Linked DNA regions of Zea mays: all the other regions are linked to region 2. The links are chromatin contacts, called in public Hi-C maps. All regions are on one chromosome and are shown on one strand. The core of a region is the stretch at or near the end of the contact, and the rest is flanking DNA. Distances in the headings are between cores, read along the strand shown. Region 1 holds the start of LOC100216761 (putative folate-biopterin transporter 4). Region 2 holds the start of LOC100193444. Region 3 holds the start of LOC100284168.

Region 1 (4,432 bases), core at 355-2,854, 220 kb before region 2:
AATCTAACCAATCCCCTCCGCTTCCTTCCTTCCTTCCTTCCACCACCACCAGCACCACCACTCCACCAGCGTTCCACCCGTCCTCTCCCCCCCTGCCCGCCCCTTTCCCTCCCTCCCCAAATCCCTTGCCCCGTCTTGATCGGGCGGCGGGGGGGCGGCCAGGCTGGCAAGTCGCGCGGCGATGATCTCCTCGCCCTCTCCGTCGCCGTCGTCGTCCCGGACGTCCAAGGGTGGCTCCGCGACGCCGCCGAGTCGGGCCAGCAAGTGGCGCAGCGGCGCGGTGCGCGGGGTGTACGGGCGGCGCCTGCTGGACGCGCTCCGCGCCACGGGCGGTGGCCAGCCGCGCGCCGTGAAGGCGGCGGCCGACTCGGCGCTGGCGCTGACCGCGCGCGGCCAGACGCGGTGGAGCCGCGCCATCCTGCTCGCCGGCGCGGTCTGCAGCCGCCGCCGCGTCCTCGTCAAGGCGGGCGGCAAGGTCCGGCGGCGGCGCCGCCCGCCTCCGCCGGTGCAGGCCAGAGACAAGGCGGCGGCGGCGGCGGCGCTAAAGGGTAAGGAGGGTAAGGTGCAGGAGCGGCTCCGCGTGCTGGGCCGCCTCGTCCCGGGCTGCCGGAAGCTACCCACGCCCGCGCTGCTGGAGGAGGCCGCCGACTACGTGGCCGCGCTGCAGATGCAGGTCAGCGCCATGCGCGCGCTCGCCGACGCGTTGGCGGCCGCGCAGCTGTCGTCGCCGGCGGACGCGGAGGCGGAGGCGGAGGCGGAGAGGTGAGGCGTGACCACGTGGGTGGGTGGGATTGACTGCTTGATTGGCCTAGCCGCCTGGCCCCATGACATGATTGATCACCAGCTCCAGCTTCCAGCTCGCTCCCCCACCTGCCGGATTCCGATGGGGGGATCGGGGGAGGGGAAGAAAACAATAATCATTTGCGGTGCGTTCGTGGGTTGCTCTTGTCGGGAGAGATTGGTGGTGGGACTAGCAGAGTGATGACCATTTCGTTCTATGCAGCCTGAATTGCTGCTGCTCGTGATTTGTTGTAAATTCCGTACACCTTACTCCTACTACCCCAGCTGCCTGCTACTTGTGCATAAAGCAAATGCTGCTCCTCTCATCGCCTGTTCTGCTGCGCTGTGGTACTTTACTCTTGTGTCAGTACAAAAGATTTGGTGGATAATTGTGTCTGGCATGCCATGATTCTTGTACCAGGGAAATGAATGATCCGAATTAGTGTTGTGCTGTGACTGAGCCGAGTCCCCCCCTTTCATCGGAAATGCTTTGGCCCTGTGCCTTCTATGGCTCTATCATCATCTATACTTTTGTGGTTGGGACAAAAAATAAAGAATTTGAATCCTGTACGAAAAATTCCCCGCGTAGTGGTTTGGACCACAACGTGAAGGTCCTGTTTGATTAGCGCCCGAGTGGCATGAACGAGCTCCAACCTGTGATGCTTCAAGTTGGTTTATTAGTTTTTTTTATCAAAGTTGGTTTATTAGTTGGGTCGTAACACAACTGGCATTTTCATTTCCAAACAAACAAAAAAAAAACGCTGGGCTTGACAACAAAAGGCCCAACATTAGGAACCAGGCCCGGCCAACCCCCGCACGTGACTGCCGTCCGCCGTTCCGGTCCTCGCCCGGTCGCCCCTCCCCGCGTCGTGCTCGTGTCGTGTCGGCCGTCGGTGGTTCCTGGAACTGGAAGGAAGGAGACCCGGCCCCTCGCCTCGTCTGACCTCTCTCGTCCCCTCCGCCATCTCATTTCGCTTCCCTTTACCTCCCTCCCCGGTGGATGTGGATCCATACCGTGTCCTAGCCCTACATCGCAGCGCGAAGCAAGGAGCCATGGCGGCGGCCCAGCATCATCAGTTGTGGTGGCCGGGGCGGATGGCAGCGGCGTTCGGGCCCTCCTTCCTCTGCCTCGTCTGCCTCATCTACTTCATCCAGGTCTCTCTCTCTCTCTCACATTTTCCCTAGTCTACGATCCTAGGCTTCTATTCCCTTAATAGCCTGTATAATTACGATTAGTAATTGTCCGCATGTTGATTGTTTAGATCTGAAACTTATCGCATCCCACACCACGCCGTTTGGGAGAAATGACATATCAGATAGTCATACGCAGAAATGCCTTACTAGCTTCTAATATAGTTCTGATACAGGCCACGGAAAATACATTCCTTAGCATACCTAGTTACCTGCAAGAGCTCCTCGTTTCATCAGTCAATCAACAGACCAAGAGCCTAGCCTTTCTGCAAATCTAAATGAGCCCCAACCTGTTCACACGCGTGCTAAATCAATCACGTTCCTTCGAACATTCTAGGGTTTCAGGTCTTTCGTCTGGACAGCTGTCTCCTACCAAATGAAGGACGTGATGAAGCTATCGCCCTCTACATCGCAGTTTCTGGTCTCCCTTGCATATTTCCCTTGGAGCATCAAACCTATATATGGGTATGGTTTTGTTGCCTTGTGTATCTTCTATTGCTTTTCTTCTACTGCTAGTAACTAGTAACGAAACCTGCTGGCGATGCAGCAATGATTTTAGCGACAGATGGTTAACCTGTATGCTCCATTTAACTTCCTGCTTCCAGAGTTGCATGCTTCTTGAAAATATTTTCTTGTTACTTAAGAAACCTATATGTCCATATGTCTCCACGCATGCATAATTTCATCCATTCTGTTTCACGTTTCTTATTGAAATCTAAGTCCTACTTTTTGGCTGCTCATACGCCAATTGTTTTCTGCAGGATCTTGTCAGATTGCGTTCCAATTAAACAGAGGAAGCGTATACCCTATTTGATCATTTCTAGTTGCCTTTCTCTACTTCCGTGGCTTATCCTAGGACTATCACAAGCTTTAAGGAGCTCAGCCAATATGCTCACTGCCTTGCTCATAGTACAGAATCTGGGATCTGCGATGGCGGATGTTGTTATAGATGCAATGGTTGCGGAAGCAGTTCGATCAGCCGGGTAGGCTTCTTGATGTTTCCTGTGTCCCTATTTGGCATGCTGCTATGGAGTATTGTGAAAACCTACTAATTTTATTTCCAGGCCGGAGTTTGCTGGCGATCTACAGTCATTATCTTGGTCATCGATGGCTGTAGGTGGGATTTTTGGGAGTTTACTGGGAGGATATGCATTATCCAATCTCCCAATACATGCAATATATATTGTTTTCTCAGTCCTCCCATTCTTCCAATTAGTTTCCTGCATGTTTGTTGAGGATTCTCCAAAAGGGTTCCACAACGCCAGTGATGAACATAAGTATGTAGACAACCAGAGTTCTGTTACTGTTTTTTCTGGAAAAGGCTCTAGTGAGGGCACTAGAAGGCGAAAGGGAACTTCTAAAAGTAACAACAGAAGTCCACAGGCAAAGCGAACTGAGTCTAATGAAAAACACAACGGGTCAATTAATTCGTTGCCATGTTTGTCTCTGAGGTCAGCCTTCTTCAGTCTCTGCACAGCTTTTAAGCAGCCAAATATTCTGCGGTAAGCAAATATTCTTTTCCTATTTCCCCCATTGTATACCCCTAATTTGATAGAAGGTACTGATTGGTACTTTGTTATTTTTCCAGGCCTATGGCATGGTTTTTCTTTTCAAATGTTACAATTCCAAATATCTCCACAGTTATGTTCTATTATCAAACAGAGGACCTAAATTTGGAGGCATCCTTTCTAGGGACTGCACGTGTGATTGGGTGGTTCAGTCTGATGCTTGGCACCTACACCTACAACCGCTATTTTAAACAGAAGAAGCTCAGGAATATTCTTGTGTAAGTTATTCATTGAAGTTTCTATGTCTGATAGTTATCCTTTTGTCATCGTGTCCCATATAGATTAACAGGACAAAGTAGCTTTACTGTAAGGGTATTATTTGTCTTGACAAATATATGGTTAATGTACTTGAGAATAACTTGTCACCCTATTCTTTTTTGAGCTAAGTTTCAACACCTTTGTCCTGCACCAGCCTGGTTCCTACATATTTGCATAATACAGGTTTTGTCCCACCTGTACATGTTTTGTCTTCTTTTCCTGTAACTCCCTTTTTCTTCTTTCCTTCTATAATAAAATAAATTGCACAGTAGGGGCCTCCCCTACTGTATTTCCCCTAAAACAAATTGCTCTTGTGCATTGAACTGAATGTGTGCTGGATTACATCCTCTCTTCCATTATATGCATTAGGCTATGCTTGATGCTTCTATAAGCCACAGCTGGTCGCATTTAGTTGTACTATTAAGCCCCTTAGCCCAACTTTGCTATTTTGGTAAACAAATAATGTCTGTAGTTTTTGTTATTACTTATTAGTTACTCTTGTTCCAAGACACCAACTTTAAATTTTTAGAAGTCATTGCCACAGTAAAAATTTATAAATATCTAATCAAAGCTGTTATGTTTGCTACTTCAAACATGTGCTGTTGATTTTTCCAGGTTTGCTCATGTTGGTCTTG
Region 2 (4,742 bases), core at 1,873-4,372:
CATAAAAACCGAAAATCGCTGGTAAACCGTTTTCTGGAACCGGTAAACCGTTATTTGAGACTAGTAAACCGTCAATTTTTGCCGAAAAATCGGATTTAATATCAAAACTGAGTATTTAGTGGTCAATTTAGGTATATTAGTGTTGTTTACTGTTATATGTTATATGTAAAGATGTTATATGTTATATGTGAAGATAAACCAATAGCTCAAGTTCAGTTTAGACATTTAGTGGTCAATTTCGATTTCAGTTCCTGATCAAGATGGAGTCCGTAAATCAAGTAGTTTCCGTTCTTCTAATAACTATCCATCTAGACAAGACTCAATCTAGAACCCTTAGTTCCAGTTCTTCTATATGTGTTCATAAGATTTGCTGATCAGGAGAAAAGTCTAACACTTGGTTAGGTGCACATGCAATACACAAACACCGAACACACATACCACATACCGATATGTTTTTTTTTGCTTTGTGGATAAATATTTATTTATCGATCTTGTTTTCTCGCTAATGTATCTCATATATTTTGTATAGACCTATCACTATCGCTAACGGATTAGAACAATATCACGATCCTTCCAACATGTCTGAGTACTATCACTATGACTCGAGATAAACATGTGAGTATTGTGAAATAAGTCAACCTGCGTGTCGTTGCCTCGTTGGAGAGTTGTAAAAGAACTTGTATTTGAGTATTGCGAAGTTCGCTGATTGTTTGTTGCATGAGAACTGGAGTTTGTGGTTGCATATGTATGTTATATGTTATTTTGGTAAACACATGTCGTGTGGATCAATTAATATTTACTGTGCAATGTGAATTGAACAAACTACAAATAAATTTTGTCAAAATTTTCTATTTCTTCTGTAAAAAACAGCAAAACCGATTTGTTTCGCGATTAACCGGCGGTTTAGAGCGGTTTTTCGCCGGTTTTTCACCGGTTTTTGCCGGTAAACCGATTCAAATTCAAATTGATTTGAATTGGTCAAACCGGTCGGTTTTTACCGATTTTTACCGGTTTACCGTTGGTAAACCGTTACCGGTGAGGGGCGGTTTTTGCATCCAGAACGGTTTTGTAAACCGTGCCCCCTGCCTAGTGCCTGAACGGCAGCAGAACGCGCCACCGGACCGCGAAGCTGCTTGCTTGCTCACCCGACGCGACGACCGCACACGTACGGGCGCGCGGCGTGGAAAGCGTTTGATGAACCCGGAGGTGAGGACAAGGGTAGAGGAGACGTGCGAGTGCGACTGCGATGCGAGCGACGGCACGGCCGCACGGGCAAAGCGAAACGGATACGCAAACCAAACGAGCCCGAGCCCACCACCCACCTGCCCACGGAATCGGAAGGAGACGAAGACGATACGGGGGGGGACAAGCGGCCGACAGCCCGGCACATTCACATGTCGCCGCTTTATGGCACGCCTGCACCCGGACAGCTACGCGCCCGTCCGGCCTGCCAGTGCCAGTGCCACCGCATCGCAGTCACCTCACCCCCTACCATTACCACGGTACTACGTACCACCCACTGACCCACCCTCGTCCTGTACAGTAGCGCTGGAACGCGTTCCACGAGTTTCAAAACTCCAAACTCTCTGCGTCTGGTCTGCGTGCCCTCCTCTCCACCGTGACAATTCCCTTCCTTTTATTAGAGAGATCAAAGACGGGGATTCTGTTTCGTTTGTTTTCTTTACGAGCGCAAGCACCCGCTAGCAATTCAACGGCGACGGGCGGGCCGCCGTCGGCCGGGGGATCGAACGGCTGGTCCGCCGTGGACCCGCTTGCCGCCTCCGGGGGGGCCGCTGCAGGGCGCCCAACCGGCAGCCGGGGCCCGCTGGTGGGGCCGCCCGCGCGAGTGCGGCACCGCGAGTTTCCTTGTTTGTATTTAATTATATATAGATTAGTTTTGGATTGCAAAGTCTCGAGCCTCGCCTTCCTCGACGTCTCTATTACGTTTCGCACCTCGCTTTATCTCGTATTCACGTAACAGATCTTCGGTCACACTACTACACTAGTATGGTTAGACTGTCTGCACGGGTCGCTGCTATACTTTCCTCTCACCTTGCATGCCGTGTACAGAAGTCCCCCCACCCGTGCAACGGTTGCCTCTACGGAGCCCCTTATCGAGGGGAGCGCTTCTCTCTCCCTCCACTCCTGGCGGTTCACTGTTCATGCGCACTTACACTGTTTCGCACCGTGTTATGGGGCTGGAAACGAGCCGAGCCGAGCTCGGCTCGGCTCGGCTCGGTGCCTGAACGAGCTCGGCTCGGCTCGTCCATTCGACGAGCTAGTGAAAGAGGCTCGGCTCGGCTCGACCTTGGCTCGCGAGCCGGCTCGGCTCGCGAGCCATATTCTGATATTTATCGTTGCATTATTTGGTGAATTAACATTATATAAATTTGAAATATAGAATCATCATTTTAAATTATGAGTAAATTAAATTATAACTTGTAATATATTCATCATCAAAGACTAAAAAATGAGCTATTATCCATAAAACTATCTAATATTCATTATTATTCCATAAAATGATCATTTTTGTATTCATTATTATTCCATAAAATGATCATTTTTGTAAGACTCGCGAGCTGGAACGAGCCGACTCGGCTCGGCTCGCTGCAAAAACGAGCTCGAAGAAGGGGCTCGGCTCGGCTCGTTCGAGGCTCGCGAGCCGAGCCGAGTCGCTCCGAGCTCGAGCCGGCTCGCGAGCCTCGAGCTAATTTTCCAGCCCTACACAAGTTGTGGGCCCACGATAAATTATTAGTGGATAAAAAATTGATAGTGGATAAAAAGTAGGTATAGAAAATGATATTTTATGGTTGTAGTGGGATATAAGGGGGAGTATTTAGGGGGAACCGCTGCGGAAGATGAAAAAATAGGGGAGAAATAGAGGAAAAAAATGATATAGGAGAAAAATTTAGAGGTAACGGTTGCAGATAGCCTTAGCACACGAGGAGGACATGTGGAACCTTTTTTTAGACAGATTATTAGCGTTATATCCAGGGGCTCATAAGCAAAAACTATCGCGACCTGACGGGTGAGTGACCCGCGGCCCACTATAACCAAACCAACCTCCCCCTCCCCCTCCCCCCGACCTCTCTGCCTTTTCCTTTTCCTTCCCCCGCTTTCTCCTTCCTTCCTCCTCCTCCCGGCTCCCCTCACCCAGCCACCGGCCATGTCGGTGGAGACGGAGCGGAGCTCCACCGAGTCCTCCGGGGCTTCCGGGCTCGACTTCGAGGACACCGCGCTCACGCTCACCCTCCGCCTCCCGGGCTCCGCGCCTTCCGCCGCCGCCGCCGCCGCGGCTTCCCTGTCCCTCTCCTCCTCGTCGTCCTCCGCCTTCCCCGACCCCGACCGCAAGCGCGCCTCCTCCGACGCTGACCCCGGCCGCTCCTCCCCGCTCGCCGCGTCCTCCGACGCTGCACCGGCACCCAAGTACGCCGCCCGTTTTCTCCGACCAACACATGCCTTTTCCGTTTTTTATTTATTGTTACTCCCAGGAAACGCGAGGCGGGCGCTGGCGCTTGCTTTGGCGGGTGAATATGAGGTGGAGTGGAGTTTGATGTGCCTCCTCCTCATTTGTTTTGGTGGGGCAGGGCTCGTGTGGTGGGCTGGCCGCCGGTGAGGTCGTACCGCAAGAACGCGCTCGCCGACGCCGCGGGCTCCAGCAAGGCCGCCAAGTTCGTCAAGGTGGCCGTCGACGGCGCGCCCTACCTGCGGAAGGTGGACCTGCAGGCGTACGCCGGCTACGACCAGCTGCTCCGCGCGCTCCAGGACAAGTTCTTCTCCCACTTCACCATCAGTCAGTGCTACCGTCCCACCACCACCCCCTCGCTTCGTGCTTCCTCCTGGGTCTAATTTCCGCAGCGCTTTGCTCTGTTTGGTCGAGCGTTCCGGCTGACGGAGGGTTTTTTTTTTTGGTTTGGATGCGCGCGCAGGGAAGTTCGCCGACGACGAGAGGAAGCTGGTGGACGCGGTGAACGGGACGGAGTACGTACCCACGTACGAGGACAAGGATGGCGACTGGATGCTCGTCGGCGACGTCCCCTGGAAGTGAGCTCCTCTGCTTCTTCGTTCTGTTTTACTTTTACTACGAGTACGTGGTCTTATATATTCTTTACTTGATATAACTCGAATAGTTTCTCAGCGTATGATTATTGCTTAGGGTCGATCAGATTGGATGTGATAGCTTCCATTTAACACTTCGTCTACTGTCCTTTCGTATGACTATCTCTTAGGATCTTGCACTACTCCAATTGGATGTGGTAGCTTCGATTTAACAGTTTCTTTACAGTCCTTTGACTAAGTCTTTGCTTGTATTTAGCTTTTAGTAGTCGAATGGTTTGTTCGTAGGTATGAGACTAATGCTTGGGATCTTGCACTTCTCATCAAATTGGACGTTGTAGCTTTGATTTGAGAAGATCAACCAAGTCCCTTTGACGAAATACTTTTTGTGTGTGTGTGTTGAGTAGTGGGGGAGCGGTAGAATTAGATTGTGCCGAGTAGATTTGCAACAACATGGCTGTATTTTGGGATCGAAGGAAGCAGATCCTAGAAAGAGTTGTTTGGATAAATAGGGATAGCGATGAATTAGGGGTTTGAATGGATTGTCTTGGAAATTACTTCATCTTCACCATCGATATGATGTGAATAGATCTAATCCAGATAAGACCAGAGGTTTGCCTCTCACTCTCTCTCTCTTTTGACAACGATGCGTCTTTTAGGTGAAATTCTCGAGAGGCGCTGTTGGT
Region 3 (4,688 bases), core at 1,459-3,958, 140 kb before region 2:
ATCCTAGATGCAAAGGCACAACTAAAAGTGAAGCCACCAAACTTGAGATAAAGAGATAGATGAATTAAAATTGTCTTATGATTTTCGATCTATTAAAATTGACATGACTTCAGCTCTAAGCTATAGAGTTTTTCATTAGCTTTTTAAAAAGTTCATGATCATTAAAAATCGGAGTTTAAAGCTAAAAGTTATACTAAAATAAGAAAGCTAAAAGTTATGTCCAAGATATGAAGTGTGTCGGACTGAAAATACAACATCGAGCATGTCAATGCTCCTATCCTATGAGAGGACATAGTAGTGACTTTCATTGAACAATCGGATATGTCTAGTGCTCCTATCAAGGGCAGGTGTCTGATGCTCACAAAAAGGATCGCAATGTCAAATTTCAATAGTCAAATTATTCAATGTGGCATCAGATATTATTATCGGATATGTCCAATGCAGATGCATATTGCTGCAGGTAATGACAACGGCAAGTTTTGGACTTTGAGCCTATAAATGCTCCACTTTAGTACTCTCCACTTGTATATTGCTTAGTAATACACATGATGATTAGTGTAGATATTTTGCAAAGTGTTTAGACTAGTTAGGCCATTGCTTATGCACTTGCTCTAGGTTTAGGCCTAGTATTTAACACTCAATGCTTGTAACACCATTATTATACTCTAATGGGTTTATAGTCATGTGAGACCATACCAACTATGTTTGTGATGTGGACACCACCGTGTACTGGAGAAAACGAGGCCCACAATGGTTTGGCTAGAAACTTGGTAGTGAAGGCAATGAGAAGCGATATGAGAGAGGCCATCTCAAAGACTCACTTACGTGGAAAACTTGGCCCTTGCTAGGACATCCTTACAAGAGGACCCAACAAGGACTAAGGAAAGCACAAACTTTTTGACACCGCAACAAAAATCTTGAAGTTATTAAAAAAGTTTGTATCTCTATCTCAATTAAGTTTGCACACTTTATTTAATGCTTACCTAGATTGTATGCTTTCTTAGTTTAGCTTGCTAGGCAAATGGTAAGTTTGAAATCTAGGTCGCATAACTCTTTTGCGATAGAGATAGCAACACACCTAATAAAATCATAGTTGCATATCTAGATAAATTACTTTCTTGCATGGGTTTTGATTCGATAAAAAATAGAGACCTTAGATTTAAGAAGTAGATTTTAAATTGTCTAATTTATCCTCCTTTCTAGATGCCATGATCCCTTCAATTAGAACTCTCAATGCATGAATTACAAACTAGCAGTTCTATCAAGCATTATAATGGTCAAGAGCAGGGATGAAGTTCATTGGATTTGGATATGACACAGCAGCCGCCAAAACAAGATACTCAAGATGACTGAATTATATGAATACAGACTTTTTTCCAACAACTTGATCTAGCAAGCTCAAAGTACAGCTAAATATTTTCTTATTCTTCTTCAGGGAGCCTGGCGCAAAATCACTAATAACATCAATTTAAGGTTCATTCTCTCGATCGATTCAAAATTTACTGCTAGTCATGCACAGATAAAGAAAGTAGAAGTTGAGCAAGAACGGAAATGTGTTTTATCTACTAGTGCTATCTGATATGTGGAAACAAGTTGTTTACTCACCGCTGCAACACATGCGACATAACCTGGTTTCTCCCTGTAATCAACTCTGGAACAGCACAGCAGAAAGGCTCCAACGTACCAGGGAATGGCACCAAGGAAGAAACCGACTATGAACCTTGAAGCGCAAGGGGTTATCATTAGAAGAAAGAGCAAATAAATCAGAAGGACACGAAGCTATAGCAGCAGCACTGCAATTGCTGTACCATGAATTCTGCCCAGGTATCGAACGTGGGACGACAATGCTGCTTGGCACACATGAATGAATCTAATGTATGAGCAGAGAAAGAAAAAAATGGAGCAAGATGCCTTACAGGAACCATCCAAAACCAATGCCACAACAGGGAAGTCGATCATGGCTACGTCCCCGCACACCTGCCTCGTAATCTCGAGCTGAAAGCGGAGCAAGGAAAACAGAAACATGGAATTTAAGCATACACGGAATGCATCGAAAAGCAGAGCAGGTACTCTACAGTATACGTACATTGCATACAGTGGGCACAGGCACAGGACAAGAAGGGTTTGACAGTAAGTAGGAGTAGACTAGAGAAGTACAGTAGAACCGTCGCTCCAGAACTGAAATGGATTAATAAATATCCTTGTAATAACAAGGTAAAAGGTAATTTACTTTGGTTAGTGGCCCCAGTTTGCACAATAGTAGAGTCGCCGAATAGGGGCAATCAGTTGAGATCAAACGACGCCTAGTCGCCTAGAAACCTCTCGCTCTCTGGGTGTGTGACTGTGTGTGTGTGTGGGACGACGAACGATGCCTAGAAACTTGATCCCGCAGATTTTTGTCTTATAAATGGTACGCCTAGAAAGTGAATTGGGGAAGTATTCGAGAAAGGAAATCGCAGCAGCGTTACCGGGAACGGCCTGGTAGTCGCCGCGGTGGTGGGCGGAGAGGCTCGGCGGCGGGCGCGGGGGCGGGTAGCTGGGCGGCCCCTGGAAGGTGCCGTAGTGTACACCGCCTCCTTGGGGCTTGGAGCCGTCGGCCTCCTCCCCGCTCATCCTGCTGCGCGCCCAACTCCTCTGGCTCTACCCTCTCTCCTCTCCCGGAGGCCGGAGCACGCAGTTTGGTCCGGTAGCCTGACAACAAGTGACAACGCCACACTTTGGACGGGAACAGGAGGGATCAAACTGGGGCAGGAGGAAGGAAGGAGGCCGCCCCGCCAGCTGTCGTCGTGGCCCATGTGCATGCCATGCACGCCACGCGGACGATCGGCTGGCCGTTGCCCTCCCGGGTCCGGGCCCAGCGCCCCCAGCTAATCGTTTCAGAAGAGAACATGCCAAAAGGCGAAATGATCGATCGCTGAGTTAATAATAACCAGTTGATTAGCCGTGGATTTCTTTATAAGCTGAATAACGCCGCGAGACGTGGATGATCAGATAGCATTTGCAGCCGCCGCGGCGGCGGCGAGACTGACTGGACTGCGAGAGAGGCACGCAACGACACGCCAGGCGTGCCACCAAAAAGGTCAATTTGCCACCTCATTCTAAAGCAGCTAGTAACTATTCCGCTTTGGCATGGTGTAGTAGGCTGATGTCATGCCAGAGTGATATTACATGAGTGATTGGATGCTTCTGCTTTTTAAGGATTTATTACTGTATCCTATCGTGATTTCTAGAGCATCACATGCTAGTACAAAGTAATTTCCTTCATCCTTTATTAACTCATACGCTGATTTCTATGGACTAATTTCACATTTATCAAGAGCCACTCCTGTGAAATATTTACAAATGATTTATCTGAGACACCTTGGGCACTGCATCAGAAATTTCTCTACGCTGTGAAATGAAATTTCCCTTCTCTTCGTCAGCATCGACTCCAAGCCGATTCAGAAGTTTTAGACCATACTGTTTTCCCCCTGAATCCCTGATTTAATTTTATGAAATGAGACACTGTTAGAGGTTTTTCTGTGTAAAGCCTCATATTTAAATTTGAGGTACTAGTTTAAAATAACTTGCATGTATTCCTTGACACAATAATGTAGATCGTAATATTTGTTGTGTTATTTCCTCTAGGCACAGAATATTTTGTCAAGTATATTATCATGTAATATTTTGTCAAGAATTTTTAGTTCAGGCAACAGAACAAATGCAAAGCCCGACCCAGTAAGTTATTGGCGCCTTTTTCACGGCCCATCAACGGGGTGTTTGACAACAAAGGCCCATCAACGAGGCATCCGGGTCCGCGCATTGCACTAGCTCCCCCCAGGCTCTACCAGAACCGCCGCCGTTTCTGGATCTCTCGACGGCGAGCAGCGACTCGTCCGGTCGTCCCTCAGCACTGTGCTTGGCGGACGCAGGACAAGACACAGGATGAGGGCTGTGGTGCAGCGCGTCCTCTCGGCCAGTGTCGAGGTGAGCGCGCTCTCCAGTGCACTGCAATTCGCTCGGAATCTTCCCTGAATGCTTCTCTGTGGGGTCGCAGGTCGAGGGGCGAATAGTGTCTGCGATCGGCCCTGGACTCCTCGTTCTCGTCGGCGTCCACGAGGCGGACACGGACTCCGACGCCGACTACATGTATAACACTCTTCTCCTTTCATTCGCCTCCCACTTCCTCCAGTTACTGGTTTATACTGCTAGCCATCGTCTCAATTATTGTCTGTTTACCTATGACTATATCTTTATAGCTCATCAGAATCTGCAGTGGGGATGTGTTCACCGGATATCAGTTAGCAGTGTACTGTGTTGATTCAGTAACCAGTTATTTGAGCTGACGGAGTGATTGCAGTGCAGAATGTAATGATGATCCTTGATAAATGAATGATAGCATTAGTCACTTGTACTGCTAACGTAATCTGTTGTGTGGTATGTTTTTTGTGTTTAGTACCGCATGCGGCATGCATTCGGTGCCAGCTTCGTTATTAGTATTCTTTGGCAAATATATTATGTGTCCAACATATCGGGCTTTGCCAAATTCTGACACCTTTTTTTCTGATATGTTGTTAACTTACCACCCTTTTTATGAAATTTTGTTTATGCTGAAATGTTAAATTAACATGACCTGCTGTTATACCTCTAATTTGCATGCTAATACTACCCTTACATAGTTGTCGGAAGGTCCTGAACATGAGGCTGTT

Evidence for each region. A called contact is a pair of places that touch in the nucleus more often than the background predicts.
Region 1: a Hi-C map of leaf shows a contact between it and region 2, with 6 times the contacts expected there. The contact joins the promoter of LOC100216761 here to the promoter of LOC100193444 in region 2. A contact is called at or near these places in 3 of 25 Hi-C or Micro-C datasets (ear and leaf).
Region 3: a contact with region 2 is called in a Hi-C map of ear, with 2.0 times the contacts expected there. The contact joins the promoter of LOC100284168 here to the promoter of LOC100193444 in region 2. A contact is called at or near these places in 6 of 25 Hi-C or Micro-C datasets (ear, endosperm, leaf and 2 more) and 1 of 3 datasets of contacts at active chromatin or transcription factors (leaf).

What each region holds. Positions count from the first base shown.
Region 1 is chr3:9,837,417-9,841,848 of Zm-B73-REFERENCE-NAM-5.0, forward strand. It overlaps LOC100216761 (putative folate-biopterin transporter 4), which reads left to right and starts at 1,605. Exons shown (of 7, transcript NM_001359490.1): 1 at 1,605-1,935; 2 at 2,309-2,436; 3 at 2,733-2,954; 4 at 3,036-3,473; 5 at 3,560-3,757; 6 at 4,413-4,432. The coding sequence starts at 1,834.
Region 2 is chr3:10,059,208-10,063,949 of Zm-B73-REFERENCE-NAM-5.0, forward strand. It overlaps LOC100193444, which reads left to right and starts at 3,123. Exons shown (of 5, transcript NM_001138563.1): 1 at 3,123-3,426; 2 at 3,588-3,793; 3 at 3,930-4,044. The coding sequence starts at 3,167.
Region 3 is chr3:9,920,531-9,925,218 of Zm-B73-REFERENCE-NAM-5.0, forward strand. It overlaps LOC100284168, which reads right to left and starts at 2,709. Exons shown (of 4, transcript NM_001157064.2): 1 at 2,469-2,709; 2 at 1,917-1,995; 3 at 1,606-1,720. The coding sequence starts at 2,613. LOC100282840 (D-tyrosyl-tRNA) reads left to right here and starts at 3,827. Exons shown (of 8, transcript NM_001397645.1): 1 at 3,827-3,966; 2 at 4,037-4,128; 3 at 4,659-4,688. The coding sequence starts at 3,925.